Linked DNA regions of Mus musculus: all the other regions are linked to region 1. Evidence: chromatin contacts called from public HiChIP or PLAC-seq data. All regions are on one chromosome and are shown on one strand. The core of a region is the stretch at or near the end of the contact, and the rest is flanking DNA. Distances in the headings are between cores, read along the strand shown. Region 1 holds the start of Galk1 (galactokinase 1). Region 2 holds the start of Evpl (envoplakin). Region 3 overlaps Evpl (envoplakin).

What was found. HiChIP or PLAC-seq counts read pairs in DNA pulled down with a chosen protein or histone mark.
Region 2: an HNF4G HiChIP or PLAC-seq map of pancreatic cancer cells shows a contact between it and region 1. The contact joins the promoter of Evpl here to the promoter of Galk1 in region 1. A contact is called at or near these places in 1 of 39 promoter capture datasets (liver), 1 of 484 Hi-C or Micro-C datasets (embryonic stem cells), 1 of 115 datasets of contacts at active chromatin or transcription factors (pancreatic cancer cells) and 2 of 9 other capture datasets (adipose tissue and embryonic stem cells).
Region 3: a FOXA1 HiChIP or PLAC-seq map of pancreatic cancer cells shows a contact between it and region 1. The contact joins the enhancer-like site here to the promoter of Galk1 in region 1. A contact is called at or near these places in 1 of 39 promoter capture datasets (liver), 4 of 115 datasets of contacts at active chromatin or transcription factors (bone marrow-derived macrophages, embryonic stem cells and pancreatic cancer cells) and 3 of 9 other capture datasets (adipose tissue, liver and pancreatic islet).

What each region holds. Positions count from the first base shown.
Region 1 is chr11:116,010,541-116,015,676 of GRCm38.p6, forward strand. Galk1 (galactokinase 1) reads right to left here and starts at 2,179. Exons shown (of 8, transcript NM_016905.2): 1 at 1,974-2,179; 2 at 487-676; 3 at 23-142. The coding sequence starts at 2,138.
Region 2 is chr11:116,235,642-116,240,777 of GRCm38.p6, forward strand. It overlaps Evpl (envoplakin), which reads right to left and starts at 2,450. Exons shown (of 22, transcript NM_025276.3): 1 at 2,259-2,450. The coding sequence starts at 2,356. Gm33250 (a long non-coding RNA gene) reads left to right here. Exons shown (of 8, transcript XR_389161.4): 8 at 2,506-2,585.
Region 3 is chr11:116,217,034-116,222,169 of GRCm38.p6, forward strand. Evpl (envoplakin) reads right to left here. Exons shown (of 22, transcript NM_025276.3): 22 at 3,526-5,136. The coding sequence ends at 3,722. It also overlaps the pseudogene Cdk3. Among named protein-coding and RNA genes, the nearest start is that of Gm33250, 5.7 kb to the right of the region's middle. Within about 2 kb of position 3,063, at least 134 of the 459 cell types and tissues checked have an H3K27ac peak or open chromatin away from gene starts, as enhancers often do. A contact at or near this core is called in adipose tissue, bone marrow-derived macrophages and pancreatic cancer cells, where this site is marked.

The DNA.
Region 1 (5,136 bases), core at 929-3,428:
GAAAGCGGCGGCTAAGTGGTACCTGGGCAGAGCTGCTGGATGAAGGTGTACGTGGCCACTTCCAGAGACGCTGAGCTGGAAAGCCCACCCCCCAGGGGCACTGAGCTGACCACCACTGCACTGAAGCCAACGAGCGGGGAAGCTGCGGGGGGGCGGGGGGAAGAAGGATGCTGATAAAGATGGGAGCGTGGACATAGGAAAAACGCGTGCCTTACCAGCCTGCTCCACTCAGGGAGCCACCCACTCTGCTGCCCTCTGAGTGTGCTGGCTTAATCTTCCTACTAGCCTTCCCGATTTAGGGTGGCAGAGGCCAGCAAGCTAACAATTGAATTCGGGCTCCTCTAATCATACAAAGGAAACCTAGGGCAAGTTCCAAGCCTCCAGAACCTCAATGGCTTTATCAGTACAATGGGATGCTCCACCCTGGAGGAATGCCGAGATGGGGTGAGATGATCCTCCCAGAAGCAGCCTGAGTGAGTCCTATACCTGGGTAATGTTGAATCACTCCCTTGACATAATTGGCCCACTGTGGGATTCCAGGCTCCAAGGACCACTGGGCTGAGGGCAGTGGGAACTGCAGTCTTTGGGGCTCGTCTGCATCTTTGGAAGTGGTGAGAAGAGAAACAAGCCCATCTGTCCGGGGGCTGCCAACCATCACGGTCACGAGCTCCAGTGCCTGGAAGGAGTAGGCATGTGTAGTCTATACCACCTGACAGAAGAAGTCCACCCAGGATCACATCATAGCCACAGAATCTATTTTTGGCTTTTTGTTTTGTTTTGTTTTTAAAGTTTTTGAAAACAGGGTCTCACTGTGCAATCCTGTCTGGAACTTTCTATGTAGATCAGGCTATCCTCTAACTAAGAGGCCCACCTGCCTCTACTTCAGAATGCTGGGATTAATAAAAGTATATGTGGGTGGAATATCCCATTGCAAATAGAAAACTCATGTCACTTGAAGTTCTAGAACAGCCCCAGGGTGACTGAAGCAACCAGGATCCAAACCCCAAGGTTCTGTCGTCTGGGACACACAGGGCCGTGAAGGGAATAGGCTTAGCTTGAAGGAGATGGGAGAAAGCGCTTCAATTAAGCGTTAGCCTTGGGGGCTCAGAGCACAGCCTTGTGGGTCTTCAGGGGCGGGGCCAGTGGTGATAGGAATGTGAACCTGGACTCTGCCCTAGCTAGCGTCCAACTGTGGGCCAAAGGGGACAGATAGTGATCTTATGCAAAAACAGGCCCAGAGGGGCTCCAGACTTCCTCCCACCTGGACCCAGCTCTGCACGCGGTAATCCCTTGTTCAGGAACTACTTATGCGCTGAGAGACCCAGGCTGAGAGTCCAAGAACCGAATGTGTAACTTTGAGGGAGTCATTAGTGCTCTGTGGATCTACTGTTTTCTCTGTAAATTCAAGGGGATGGGCCGGGGGGGGGGGGGGGGGAAGCTACATTTACACAGGTCTACCTTTGCATAGGTCTAGGTCGGTGCTGTGGGCCCAATCAAAGTCAGAGGGCTAAATAACCTCCTTTTTTTTCTTTTTCCTTGTTTTAAGAATCTTACAGCCCAAGCTGTCCTGGAACTCACTTTGTAGTTCAGGCTGATCTTGAACTCGTGGCAATTCTCATGCCTGAGCTTCCCCAGTACTGGACTATTAGGAATGCGCCACCATGCCTAATACTCTCTTATATTGCTTCCTTGGTCCTCACATTTTTAAGAGGTTCATACTTCCAAGTTGTGGGCGATGCCCCCAGAAGGCGGGCTCGAGAAGACAAACCGCACAGCCCCCCTCCCCCCAGCTCTGGCTTCCTGTCTTCGCACGTGGACAACTGCACGTCCCGGGGTCTCTCACGTCTGCTAGACCGCTTCACTCCGCCTTCCACCCGGAGGGTACCCGCCCTCCCGTGCCCCCTATGCCAGCCCTTCCCTACCGCAGGCCGGGCCAGCACACACAAGGAAGGGTCCCCAATGCGGCCCCTCACCATGGGCAGCACCAGGCCCTGGTTGTAGTCCGTGTGCTCCCCGATGAGGTTGACGCGGCCCGGCGCCGACACTGCCAGCTCCGGCTCGGCTCCAAACTCCTCCATGAAGGCCCGGCGGGCCTCGGCCAGCAGCTCCTCGACCCGGGGCGGTCTCCAAGCAGCCATGACGCTCGTCTGCAGCTGGGCGCACCGCCCCGCGGGATGCTGGGGGCGGAGCCACGTGGCGCGGACTTACATTCCTGTCCTTCGCGGGACCCCGCCCCCGCTACGACGGCCCCGCCCATCCCACCTGCAGAGCGGGGTCCAAACTTAGCTCTCCAGCGCAAGCCAACGCGGCAGCTGACAGCTGGAGGAAGAGACTCGGTTGCAACTTGTATCTTCGGTGATGTCCTAGCAGGAGTTTGGGGCTCCCACTTGAGTAGCAGTTAACACAAATGGAGATCTGAACTTCCCATCCATCCCTGAACCTGGAGCCTCTTAATGCGCTCCCATCCCCATCATCATCATCCCTCACACAGCCAGGGCAACACCAACACGAGCTGGCAACAGGAACAGCTGAGTGTCCCAGAGGATCTAGCGAAGTTATGCTAAGTCGTCAGCCCCTGGTCGGTCATGTCTCTAACAGGATGATGTGGTACACAGTCTAGGGATAAACAAGGAGAGCCAAGGTTCGAAGCCTTTTACAGGCTCCTTCTCTGGCTCCTGGCGATGGAGGACTGAAGTTCATCTCATCCAGTGGCCGGCAGGAAGCAAGCTCAGGCACTCCTCGATGACGCAAAGGCTACTGCAAAGATGGCTAATGTTGTTGGCCCCTAGCAGTTGCTTCCTCCACAAGAGCCTTGGTCTCAGAGACATGACCATCTAAAGCCTTCATGCTGGCCCAAATCTTTGCCTGGATTCCTAGCTATTCCTGGTCACCTTGTGTGAAACCTTCTAACAGAAGGACTAAAATGTAAGACAGTAAGAGTGGAGAACGGTAGGGGGTGTAGCTCAGTGGTAGAGAGCACATGCATTCAAAAGAAACACACAAATAAATGTACTATCTTATTCAAAAATTAAATAATTTCCAAGCCAGGCATAGTAGTCCATCTCAGCACATGGGAGACTCAGGCCGGAGGAGCGGCAGTCTGAAACCAGTCTGGGCTAAGATTCTGTCTAGAAAACAAATAAACAGGTTTTGTTAACAAAAGACATGTAAATCAAGAAAGCAGTATGTGGGGCTGGAGAGATGGCTCAGTGGTTAAGAGCACTGACTGCTTTTCCAAAGGTCCTGAGTTCAAATCCCAGCAACCACATGGTGGCTCACAACCATCCGTAATTAGATCTGACTTCCTCTTCTGAAGTGTCTGAAGACAGCTACAGTGTACTTACATATAATAAATAAATCTTTAAAAAAAACAAAACAACAAAAAAAGAAGGTGTGATCTTCTAAAAAAAAAAAAAAAGAAAGAAAATAAGAAAAGAAAGCAGTATGTGAGCCAGGCACGGTGGCACACAGCTTTTTAATCCCAGCACTTGGGAGGAAGAGGCAGGAAGATGTCTGAGTTCAGAGGCCAGCCTGGTCTACAGAGTGAGTTCCAGGACAGCCGAGGGAGAAGAAGAAGAAGAAGGAGAAGAAGAAGGCGGCATTCAAAACAATCAACAAGAAGGAAGAGAGGAAGAAAAAAAGAAAGAAAGAAAGAAAGAAAGAAAGAAAGAAAGAAAGAAAGAAAGAAGCAAGCTCTAATAGCACAGGTCAGTACTCAGGAAGCAGAAGCAGGCAGATGCAGGCAGAAGTAGGGTTGTGGCAAATTCAAGACCAAGGTACCTTACATAGGGCTACACAGTGAGACCCTGTCTCAAGTGGGATAAGGAAGGATGGGGAGGGGGAACGGGACTGGGACAGAGACAGGACTGAAGGGACAGGATGGCTGGAGGACTTTGATAAATCCCCGTATTCCCAGCATCTAAGAGGCAAACACTAAGGAATCCTAGCCAGGTATGGCGGCATATACATTTAATCCCAGAACTCAAGAGTTGGAGACAGGCAGAAGATCTGGAGTTCAAGGTCACCCTCAGCTACATAGTGAATTCCAGGCTAGCTCCTACTAGGTAAGACCCTGGGTCAGGAAAACGGACAATCCAAACAATAACAAATCCTGTTGACTAATTTCTTTTGACAGCCTGTTTTTGAATACACTTCAATACAGCAATTTTTTTCTTTTTTGCATAACTCAAAACAAAAGGCAAGTCTTGTGACCTTTGGGGCTGTCTGAAACGAAAGTCAGAAGCCACGACCAGCTCCAAGGCACCGTGCTGTTGTGTCAGAGTTGGACGCAGCGGCCCCGTCTCTGCTCACATTCTCTACCCAGCTCAGTTCGAAATCTAACAGCCCACAATTCTGTTGAGTGGACCTTGGGTCACAGACTCAACCTGGCTGAACTTCAGCTGCTCCTTTCTGCAATAGGGCTGTGATTGTCTCTTTGCTGTGATTGGTTCCTTTATGTCTAAAGTGCCCAGCAGTGCACCTGATACTTGGGAGCGCGGATTAAGTGTTTGCTCTCGTTATCAGACTTCCATTAATTCAGCTGGCATTATTAGACTCTCCTTTGTGCAACTGGCCAGAAAGATAAAAGGCCTGGAGGCTCCCACCATCTGGTCGGGAGGCAGACAGTCTCAAACCTGACCTCCTCTGATCTAATTACACCCTATGCTTGCTGAGGAATGGGGATCTTAGTTTTTAGGCACAATGTGTTACCCAGGTTGGTCTAAAACTTTTTTTAAAAATTTATTTAACAGGGCTACAATAGTGAGACCCTGACTCAAGCACACATGCGCGCACTAGCACACACACACACACACATGTGCACGCACACACATCTGGTGTGATGGTAAACACCTAAATTCCAGCATTCAGAAGGCAGTGGCCAGTGGATCTTTGGGAGTTCAAGGCTAATTCAAGACAAGATCTCTCATCCTGGCAAACTTGGAATTCACTATGTAGAGCAGACTGGTCTTGAGTCACAGGGAACTCACAGACATCTACCTGCTTCTGTCTCCCTAGTGCTGGGATTAAACACCATGTCTGTCCTTATTTATTTTTTATTTTTTGTTTTAGTTGGCTGGGTTTGGTTTTAGGAGACAAGGTTCCTCTGTGTAGCTCTGGCTGTCCTGGAACCAGCTC
Region 2 (5,136 bases), core at 1,200-3,699, 230 kb after region 1:
GCGCTCTGGGGGTGTGAATCAGGCTGCAGCTTTCAGAGTTCCTACTGTGTGCCTGAGCTCTGGGGGTGTGAATCAGGCAGACCTGAACACAACACCCTGCAGGAGTCACACTCCCTCCGGGCCGCAGGGAAGTGTGAGTGCCAGTGAAGAGAATTGTCTGACTAAGTCTGTGGCCGCGATGGGTCTGGTCCTTCTTACGAGTACTCAGTACATAGCCAAGGTTGGCCTGGCTCGGTCATCCTGCCTCCTCCTCCTCCTCTTCTTCCTCCTTCTGAGGTATTGAGTCCATAGGCATATGCTACCACATTTGGGTTTACTTATTTAATTTTTTTTTTTTTTACCTTAAAAAGACAAACAACAGTAGGGCAGTGGTGGCGCCCCCGCCTTTTATCCCAGCACTCGGGAGGCAGAGGCAGGAGCATTTCTGTGAGTTTGAGGCCAGCCTGGTCTACAGAGTGAGTTCTACACAGAGAAACCCTGTCTCAAACAAACAAACAAACAAACAAAATAAAAAATACTCTTCCCCTCCCCCAAACAACAAGAACCCACAACAACTAAGTCTTATTCTATATCCCAGGCTGGCCTGGAACATACTGTGTTGTCCAGGCTGGACTACCAAGTTCTGGATTACTGGTGTGGGACATGGGTTCTTTAATATCTTCAGCACAGGTTTTGTTCTGCTTCTATGAGACAGGCTCTCACTATGTACCCTTGGCTAGCTCAGACTCACTATATAGCCCAGGCTAGCCTCAAATTCATAGAGATTGCCTGCCTGAGCCTTGAGTGCTAGGATTAAAGTTGGCCTGTGCCACCATGTCTGGCGCTGAGCACAAAGGTCTCCTAGGTACTTAAAGAATTAAGCCATGGGAAGCAGCCAGCTCAGTGCCTTGGAGTCAGCACCCAGTATGTATCATTTTATTTTTATGTGTACGGATGTTTTGCCTAAATGTATGTCTGTGTATCATGTGTGCGTCTGATGCCTGTGGAGACCAGAACAGGATTCCCTGGACCTGAAGATGAATGTAGAAGCTGGGAATTGATCAGAGGTCCTCTGGAATAGCCAGTGCTCTTAGCCATTAAGCCATCTCTCCAGGCCCCAATCTCACTGTGTGGCCCTAGCTGGCCTAGCCTCCAACACACAGATCCGCTAGTCTCTGCCTCTGTCTGGAGTGCTGAGATTAAAGGCAACGTGTTAATTTTTATTGTACGGAAGCGAGCACTTTCAAGGTAGGGATGCCAGTGTTTTGCTGGCTAGGGCATTCCCAGAGGCTAGGGCAGTCTGGGCATAAAGAAGAGCTCAAGGAGTTGACACCTCTGAGGGGAACAAGGAGCCCTCAGCAGGACGTGTGAATGAAGTTACAGGAGTCTGGGACTGGGACCAGGACGCTTCTGGGACTCCAGGGAGAGCCCAGCCTCAGGTTGGGCCTCCTGACAGAGATGCTTCTGCTGGGAGCTATGCACCCCACCCTGGGCTGGGCGCAGTGCCTCAGGGAGACAGGTCACTGCAGTGAGAGTCTTAAGCACTGTCTTTCCTGTTGGCCCAGATGCCCAGCCTCTGGGTTGGCACCCTGATCACTGTCGAGGTAATGGGTACCTGGATCTTTGCCTTTCATCTACACTCTTATCTTGACACCTCTGCACCCCGACCGACACCTGAATCCAGGCAGGCTGCCATCTCCTAGAGAGGGCTTGGGGCCAGTGAGTGGGATGAACGTGGTCAGTTCTCTCTGCAGAGAGCCACTGATCAGAGCATGGCACCACCACCTCCTGTCACCCCCATGAGAAAGGCCTCCTGACTCTTGAAGGAGACAGACAAGACCCAGGGTTGGGACCTGGGGGGAAAGTGGTTTAGGTGGGGTGTACTCCAGCTCAGAAAGCCCTCTCTCTCTTGAGCCTCTTACTCCTGCCCACCCTGAATCCACACTCACTCCAAGATTTAGCCAACCCAAGTGCACCATCAGGGTTGCGTGCCAAAACAGGGAGCCAGATTCTGCTGGTCCCAGCCATCCCGTCCCGCACCTCTGAAAGGGCACCCTTCCCCTGTGCCCCCCAACATCCCTCATCCGCAGGAGAATGTGGGTGGCAGCAGGCTATCCATCCCTTGCTCAACCTGGGCCACAGGCAGGAGAGAGGCCCTTGGGCCCTTAGCCTAAGGACACCAAATGCCAGAACTGAGCTCTGCCGCCAACAGGTAGTTGGAACATACCTGGGCCCTGCACCACCCTGATCCCAGCACCGCTACCCAGGGCCCCACTCACCGATTGTGCTTGTTGGGGGAGCCCTTAGGGGACCCCTTGGCTGGGGAGCCCTTGGGGGACCCCTTCCCCTGGGAGCCTTTGCTCAGCCCCTTGAACATGGTGGTGAAGCAGGTGCCGGCTCAGGCTGGGCTCTCCTGGGAGGAGGGCGGCGGGAAGGCGACGCGCGTCCTCGCTGGCTACTAGCCGGGCTCTGGGGAGGTGGGGCGGCGGTCGGGGAAGGCAGTTTCTGGGAGGCTCCTCCCTGCAGGTGCGGTGTCTCTGCCAGGCCCGGCCCGCGCATGCCCCAGCGCCCGCCCCGACGTGCGCAGCCAGCTCCTGCACAACCAGTCTGGGAGGAGAGGGCACAGCCCAGGGGCGGGGCGCCCGTACGACTCCCACGGAGGTTTGGACTTGTTACACCCACATGCCCAGCCAGAGAGCGGGGATCACACCCAGGTGGGGAAGTGGCCAGGCTGGAGCATAGCGAGACAGACTGACTCAAGCACTTGTTCAGGTCCTGGCTCAGCGGGTCCTAGAGCTGGGGTTAGCCAACCTCAAAGGCTCTTGCACAGAGGTCCACTATCAACCGGGCCCCCACCCATAGCTCGGCCTGCCAGGAGAGGTGGAGAAGTGGAGAGGTGGGGCCACCCGGGCCTTGCTCTGTCTCCCACGGAGTGCTAGTAGACATTCACATCAGACAGCTATCTTTTTTTTTTCTTTTAAGCTTGAGAGAGGCTTTTGCTCTGTAACCCAAGCTGGCAACCAACCTCCCCGCCTCAGCCTCCCAAGTGCTGTCATTACAGGTGGGAACCACCATAACTGCTCTCAAATCTATTTTTAAAATGCGGGTGCCACCCAGCTGGTTCTCCATGTTCAGATAGGAACTCAGACTAGCTTCTGAGAGGCCAGGCTACCCAATGCATACCTTCTCAAGTCACGACCAGAATTGATCAGCCCTGTAGAGGAGCCGCAGGTCTCTGAAGTCCACAAGTACCCTGCTTGTTACTTTGTCTGGTTTCCAGGTAGAAAAGCCACTGACTAGTCCTTGTGGTTTCTACCAAGTCAGACAGACTGTCTGATGATCACATTGTCTTAAGATTTAGTGGCATGGGGCTGGAGAGATGGCTCAGTGGTTAAGAGCACTGACTGCTCTTCCAAAGGTCTTAAGTTCAATTCCCAGCAACCACATGGTGGCTCACAACCATCTGTAAAGGGATCTGATGCTCTCTTCGGGTGTGTCTGGAAACAACTATAGTGTACTCATATAAATAAATCTTAAAAAAAAAGGGGGGGGGCTGGTGAGATGGCTCAGTGGGTAAGAGCACCCGACTGCTCTTCCGAAGGTCCAGAGTTCAAATCCCAGCAACCACATGGTAGCTCACAACCATCCGCAACAAGATCTGACTCCCTCTTCTGGAGTGTCTGAAGACAGCTACAGTGTACTGTATATATTAGTAAAATAAATCTTTAAAAAAAAAAAAGATTTAGTGGCTTGTCTCTCACATCTGACGCCAAGTCAACTCCTATTTCTAGCAGGGCCTCGGTGCAACAGAAGAGGCCCAGCCGTCTTTTGGCTGCATCTCACCAAGAAGCTACTGATCATGGCCACTGAAGTAGAGAGAAGATTCCATTTTCAGCTCCTGAAAGAGGTTGCTAGTAGCAAAGGGAGCCGAAGAAGGCGGAGGGAGGACCTGGCAGAGCCAACAGCCACAGGAAACACAGTGGCCTACGATGCCCACTGCTCCAGGCACAAAATGATTAGTGAGATGTCATCAAGGGTGCAAACCACTCAGCCTTTGTCCCAGCCCTCCCCCATTTCAATCCCGGTGACAATTTCCTTCTAAACACTAATGTCACGCCTGCAATCAGCTCTCCTCCCAAGGGGCTATTTAAGTGACTGCATAGCCCAGAGGTCCGCACTAACTACCACCTTCCCCCCCAGCCTGGGTGTCCACACAGCTGTCTTCACCTTTGAGACAGGGCACTTCCCGGGAGGCAGTAGCTGTGGGAGGTGGGGTGGAGTGGTGGAAGGTACTCAGACAGCAGCTGGTCTGAGCCATAGGGCTCCAACTCCTTTCCAGAAGCCCTCCAGGCAGAGACCAGCACTGTGGTGGCCGAGCACAGCTCCCAGGCTCAAGGGCTAATTGACTCACTGCAAGAAAAAAACAAGAGCTGACCTCCTGGTGTGACTGTCCACTGTCCGAGGAAATCAAATCAGCTCCCAGCGGAGGGCTGGCCAGCTGCAGGCAGGAAGGCTCCCGGCTCTGATCCGCCTCGTTGTGGCTGCTCCACATCTGAACATGCCTAAACCAAAGTGAGATGTATACTCCAGGTTCAACATTTATACTGTCTCTCAAAGGCTTTCCATGGAAAAGGACAAAATGTCGAGCTCTTTCCCAACATTAATGATACGTCGCAATGATGCTTTAAATATATTGAGTTAAATATATTAATCCTCCCCACATCACACCCCACCTTTTAAAATGGTTTTTTATTTTGGCTTTTACTATTGGGGATGAAGCACAATTCGGTAGAGGGCCAGCCTAGTGTTCATGAGGCCCTGGGTTCGATATCCAGAGCTGCATAACCCCAGTGTTGTGATCCTTCCAATTCAAGACTGGATCGGTAGAGGCAGGAAGATCAGTAGTTCAAGGCCACCTCTGCCTATTTATTAAGTTTGAGACCAGCCAGAGCAATAGGAGGCCCTGTCTTAAAAAGAAATAAATAAGCATAAATAAATAAATAAATAAATAAATAAATAGGGGGCTGGAGAGATGGCTCAGCAGTTAAGAGCACTGGCTGTTCTTGCCAAGGACCCAGGTTCAATCCCTAGAACCCACGTGGTGGCTCACAGCCCTCCGTGACTCTAGTTCCAGGGGATCTGACACCGTCTTCCACC
Region 3 (5,136 bases), core at 1,813-4,312, 210 kb after region 1:
GGTGACCCTGTGGTACCGTGCCCCTGAGATCCTCTTGGGCAGCAAGTTTTATTCAACAGCTGTGGACATCTGAAGCATTGGCTGCATCTTTGCAGAGATGGTAGAGGGGACAAGCTGGGCTGGGGGTGTCTCAGTGGCAGAGTGGTCACCTAAGCTGGGGACAAGCTGGGCTGGGGGTGTCTCTCAGTGGCAGAGTGGTCACCTAAGCTGGTGACGGCCACGGCTTTCAAGACTGCAACAAAAAACAGAAACAGACTTTGAGCTGGTGACCAGGGAGATGGCTTAGTGGGTAAAAGTACTTGCTACCCAGCCTGACCACCTGAGTTTGATCCCTAGAACCATCGTGGCGGAAGGAGAGAAACAAAACTCTCACCTGACTGCTGCCACACATGCACAGTGACACGCGTGCGCGCAAACACACACACACACTAAATCAATAAATGTAAAATGAAAACATTTAAACCAACAAATTTGAGCTAGGCATCGTAGCACATGCCAGTCATCCTAGCACTTGGAAAGACAGGACAATATCGAGTTTAAGGCCAGCCTCAAACACAAGGGCTAAGAATGCAGCCCAAGGATAGAACACGTGTCTAGCATAAACAACAACAGAAACAGGAGTTATGGGGGGAGGGGGTGCACTGAGGCAGGAGGATCTCCTGTAGGTCAAGGCCAGCCTGGGCTACACAGAACTAGGCAGCCCACCAGGAACCTACTATGGCTAATACTTGTATTAGAGGTGGGTTGAGGAGTGTATGGGGCTGGCTGGGGAGGCAAGCCTTGTTCTAGAAAAGATGAGAATTTTAACATAGCCCTGGGAAAGACATCTTTATTGTTTATTGTGAGACAAGGCCTCACCGCGGAACTTTGGCTGGCCTAGAACTCACTGTGTAGACCAGGCTGGCTTTGAACTAACTCATAGAGATCCACTTTCCTGTCTCCAGAGTACTGGGATTAAAGGTGTGCACCAACACACCCATCTTGTGAATAATGCCCCTTCCTGTGTCTCCACCATCTATCACTAGCGTCATACAGAGCACACACTTCTCTCCTGCTCCAGGTGACTGGCAAAGCTCTGTTTCCGGGTGACTCAGAGATTGACCAGCTCTTTCGGATCTTTCGCACCCTGGGGACCCCCAGTGAAGCCACATGGCCCGGAGTCTCCCAGATGCCTGACTATCAGAGTAGCTTCCCCAAATGGAGCAGGAAGGGGCTGGAGGAAATCGTGCCTAGTCTGGGACCAGAAGGCAAGGACCTGCTCCTGGTAGGTACCAATAAACAAGGACAGCATCCTAGCAGCAGCAGAAGGTCCCCTGTTTCAAGCCACCCTCTTATGTAACTAGTCAAGTGAGACTGGACTCCTCTGACCTTTGTAAACACTTGGCTTGTCTCTATATATCCGGTCAGGAGCCGCTCTCCTGATAAATCCAATGTCCACTCTCCCTTTTGAAACTCCTCAAAAGTAGTTAGCTTTGGCTTTGTGCCTTGGCTGTTGTTTTGTGTCTGACTCTCTTGTGGGTTTCCTGCCCCATCTGGGTGGAGCAGTTCTCTGAGCAGAGGCCACACCTCCTCCTGCCTCAGTGTCCCCCATAGCACCTCTCTCACAGGTCAGTCTCCACATAGGACTGGCTGTGCAGGGCAGCTCTTCCCTACCTGTGGACCACTGGCTCCCTACTGATGATGCTTCAGCTGCCTCCTGGGCCTCAGAGCCAGCCCTGTTTGCTCACAAGCATGATGTCCCCATTTCTGGGTTTGCCCATGCTGGGCCAGGGAAGAAAGGGCAGGGCCGCCATCGAGGCCAAAGTGACCTCACCAGAAGGCTATGTGTGCTGCCTAGCAACCTAGCGCCAGCAGGATGGCAGGCACTTCCTGCTAAAGCCACTTTTCCTTCAAATGCTGTTTCCTGGCACCCTGCCTGGGTTATGTGTGTGACTACAGAGAGTGAGCTGCATAGGCCTGCTCTTAGGCTGTTAGCTCCTCCTCCACTTGTTCTGTCTATCCTGCCCCAGCACAAGTGCGCACTCTTTGGACATCTGTTCTCAAGCAGGAGCAGGTGGAACCATGAATCATAGGCCTGGACTCAAAAACTAACTGTTTAACCTCAGTTCTGGGAGCGTCCAGACCTGGCTTAAACGCTGGGGAACTCAGGCTAAGATGGTTCAGTTGGCAACGTGCTTGCCATATAAACATGAGAGCTTGGCTTCAGATCTGCAGAACCACACAAAGCCTGGGGGTAGGGTGGCTCAGTGGGTAAGGCTCTTGAGGCCCAGTCATGGTACCTAAAGCTGAACACAGAAGCAGGAGTCTGTAACTCCACTGCTCCAAGGGCAGGATGGGGGCCTGAGACAGGGGGATCCCTGGAGCTCACAGGTCAGCTAGCCTGGCCTATGCAGTGCTGGCAAACAAAGAGGCCCTATTTGGGGGCTGGAGAGATGGCTGCTCTTGCAGAGTTCAGTTCCCAGCACCCATACCAGGAGTCTCATAGTCAACTCTAATTCCAGTTTGGGGGGAGGGGGGGACCTGCTTTTCAGGCATGGCTCTCCCTCCCCCTGGGACCTGTTGAAGGGACTCCCTCTCTACCCTGATTTCACCCAACAGTCTCTTGTCCTTCCTCCCCCAGCGACTCCTGCAGTATGACCCCAGCCAGCGGATCTCAGCCAAGACTGCCCTGGCCCATCCCTACTTCTCTCCTGGACACTCCCTAGCACCCCAACAATGTACAGCAGGGCGTTCCTCCCGCTGAGAACACGTATGTGGGGCCCACCACCTCACACCCTCGCCAGCTGCCTCCCTCCCTTTCTGCCTTTCTGGGGAAGAACAGACCCTGAGGGGCTTGGGTTCATGTCGTCTACAGGTTGGCAAGTTCCTGTATTGTTTGTTGGATTTAATGGAGCACTTTCGAAAGGCATGCAGGTGCTCCCTGCCCAATTGGGGGCAGGGCACAGAACTCCTCTGAATGACCAGACAGTAGGTGTCAGGTTAGATAAGAGACCCTAGCCCTTCGCCTTCACTGCACAGCTGCAGAGCATGGCCCCTGAGAGAGGGTGCCCTCTGCTGGTCTTTTGGTTTAGGCTGTTGGGAGAGTTGAATTCCAGTTCAGAGGACCTAGTTAAACAGGAGGAGGGGCAGGGCAGTTCTCTGATCCTAAGAGTGGTTACAACACCTGAGGGTGTTCTAAGTAGTCGCGTCATCAAAAATAGGCAGTTGATGTCCTTCTGTGTGACACATGGAAAATAAATGTAACTTCTTCCTGAGCTTTTGGTGTCAATCTTCGTATGGGGGACATGGTCTGACAACAAAGGGAAGCTCTCCACAGAGAGCTAGAGGCAGTTCTGGCAGGAACTGAGGGGCTATGGGGCTTCCAGGGTCTCCTTTCATGACCTTCTGTTTCTCAGGCAGGTGAGCTGGGCACATCTACCCCACACAACACATACTTTGGGGTGGGGGAATCCCCAAGCAGTACTGCTTCTGGGCTCACACCCCAGACACACTGACCCCGCAACCCCAAATGAGAGGAGACTCGGCACAGAGATAATCCATTTATTAGAAGCACGGGGTGGGGAGGAACAACGGAACTTCCCATATTTGGGGACAGAGCCCAACACCACAAACGATTGCGCAGTGAGGTGGACACTCAGGAGGAGGACCCGCTGCCTCGGATTACGCAGCTCCAGGGCAAGGTGACGTGTGCATTCTCCCTCCCCCTCTGCAGAGCCCCTCATCAACGCACACAGGATCTTGGCAGGGTGGGGGAGGCCGCGCGGTAGCAGCGATAGCCTTCTAGCATGGCGGGGAGCAGTAGTAGGCCACTTAGAGGATCTTTGCGGCAGCGCCCCATGGCCTCCTTGTAGCTCAGCCTCTCCTTGGTGATGGGGTCTGTCAGATCCTTCTCGTAGCCGGATTCATCTTGCAGGAGCTGGCCCAGGTCTTCGCTGATCATCCCGCAGAGCACAGCCTGAGGGACGGGGATGCGTCCCGTCCTCTTGGGGTCGATGAGGCCCCCAGTCAGGTGCTGTACCAGCAGGTGGGGAAGCACGCTTTCCTGGGGCATCCAGCCCTTCTGGATGGCCTCACCCACCGACAGCCTCTTCCTGGTGACAGGGTCCTCGATGCCGGTGAAGGCCTTCTGAGCATTGAGCAGCCGTTGAGTGGAGGTGTTCTCAATGAGTCCCCGCTCCACCGCCTTGTGTACGGAGTACCGTTCTCGGCTAAGAAGGTCAACAATGCCTCCCGTGGCTGCCTGGGCCTCCAACAGCTTCTGCCCAGTGATAGGATCCAGCATGTTCTTGGCCACAGCTGCCTTGATGCTACACTTGTTGTCTGTGGTTGTATCGTAGATCCCCGCGATGGGGAAGCTATCCTCAGTGAGCCCAAAAGAGAGGCCTGGGGAGAAGAAGCCGGTACTCTGGGGGCCTGGGGAGCAGACTGGAGACTTGGAGATGATGGACCCAATGGAGAGTGAAGAACTCGGCTTGGTCTCCCCTGCCACAAGCAGGGCAAACTCGGAGATGGGGAGGCGGCCATCTTTGTACCTGTGGTACTCTTCTTTGGAAATGCGGCGGCAGCGGAGGGCGGCCTCGATGGAGTATTGCTTCCCGCTCTTGCGGTCCAGGAGCACAGACTCCTCCCCGCAGGGGCTGGAGGTTGTGACTTCTTCCCAGTCACACTCCAGCTCCTGCAGCTGGAGATACTGGCCTCTGTCGATGACACCCCTCTTGTAGGCCTCGTAAGGAGACATGTCATTGCCGGTCTCCGGTTCCAAGATGCAGATCTTGGTGGAGAGGTTGGTCTCCCGGGTCTGGGTCTCCTGGTTGAGCTCCTCCCGGCTCACCTTGGTGTGCAGGTCCCTGAGGGTCCTCTCTTTCTCGTAGATCTTGTCCTTTTCCTGGAGAATGGCAGCCTCGAGCTGCGTGACCGCCTGGCTCCGCTGGGCGGCCTTCTGGCGCTCGCTCTCCGTCTTCTGGCTAAGCAGCCTCCCCTCCTCCTGTAGCTGCCGGGCTTTCTGCTGTTTCTGCTGCTCCAGCTCCCGCAGCTGTCTCTGCAGCCGCCCGCAGTCCTGGCTTGCCTGGTCCCGGGCCCTCTGGAGCTCAGCTTCCTCGCGGGACCAGGACCTCCTCAGAGCCTCGGCTCGGTCGA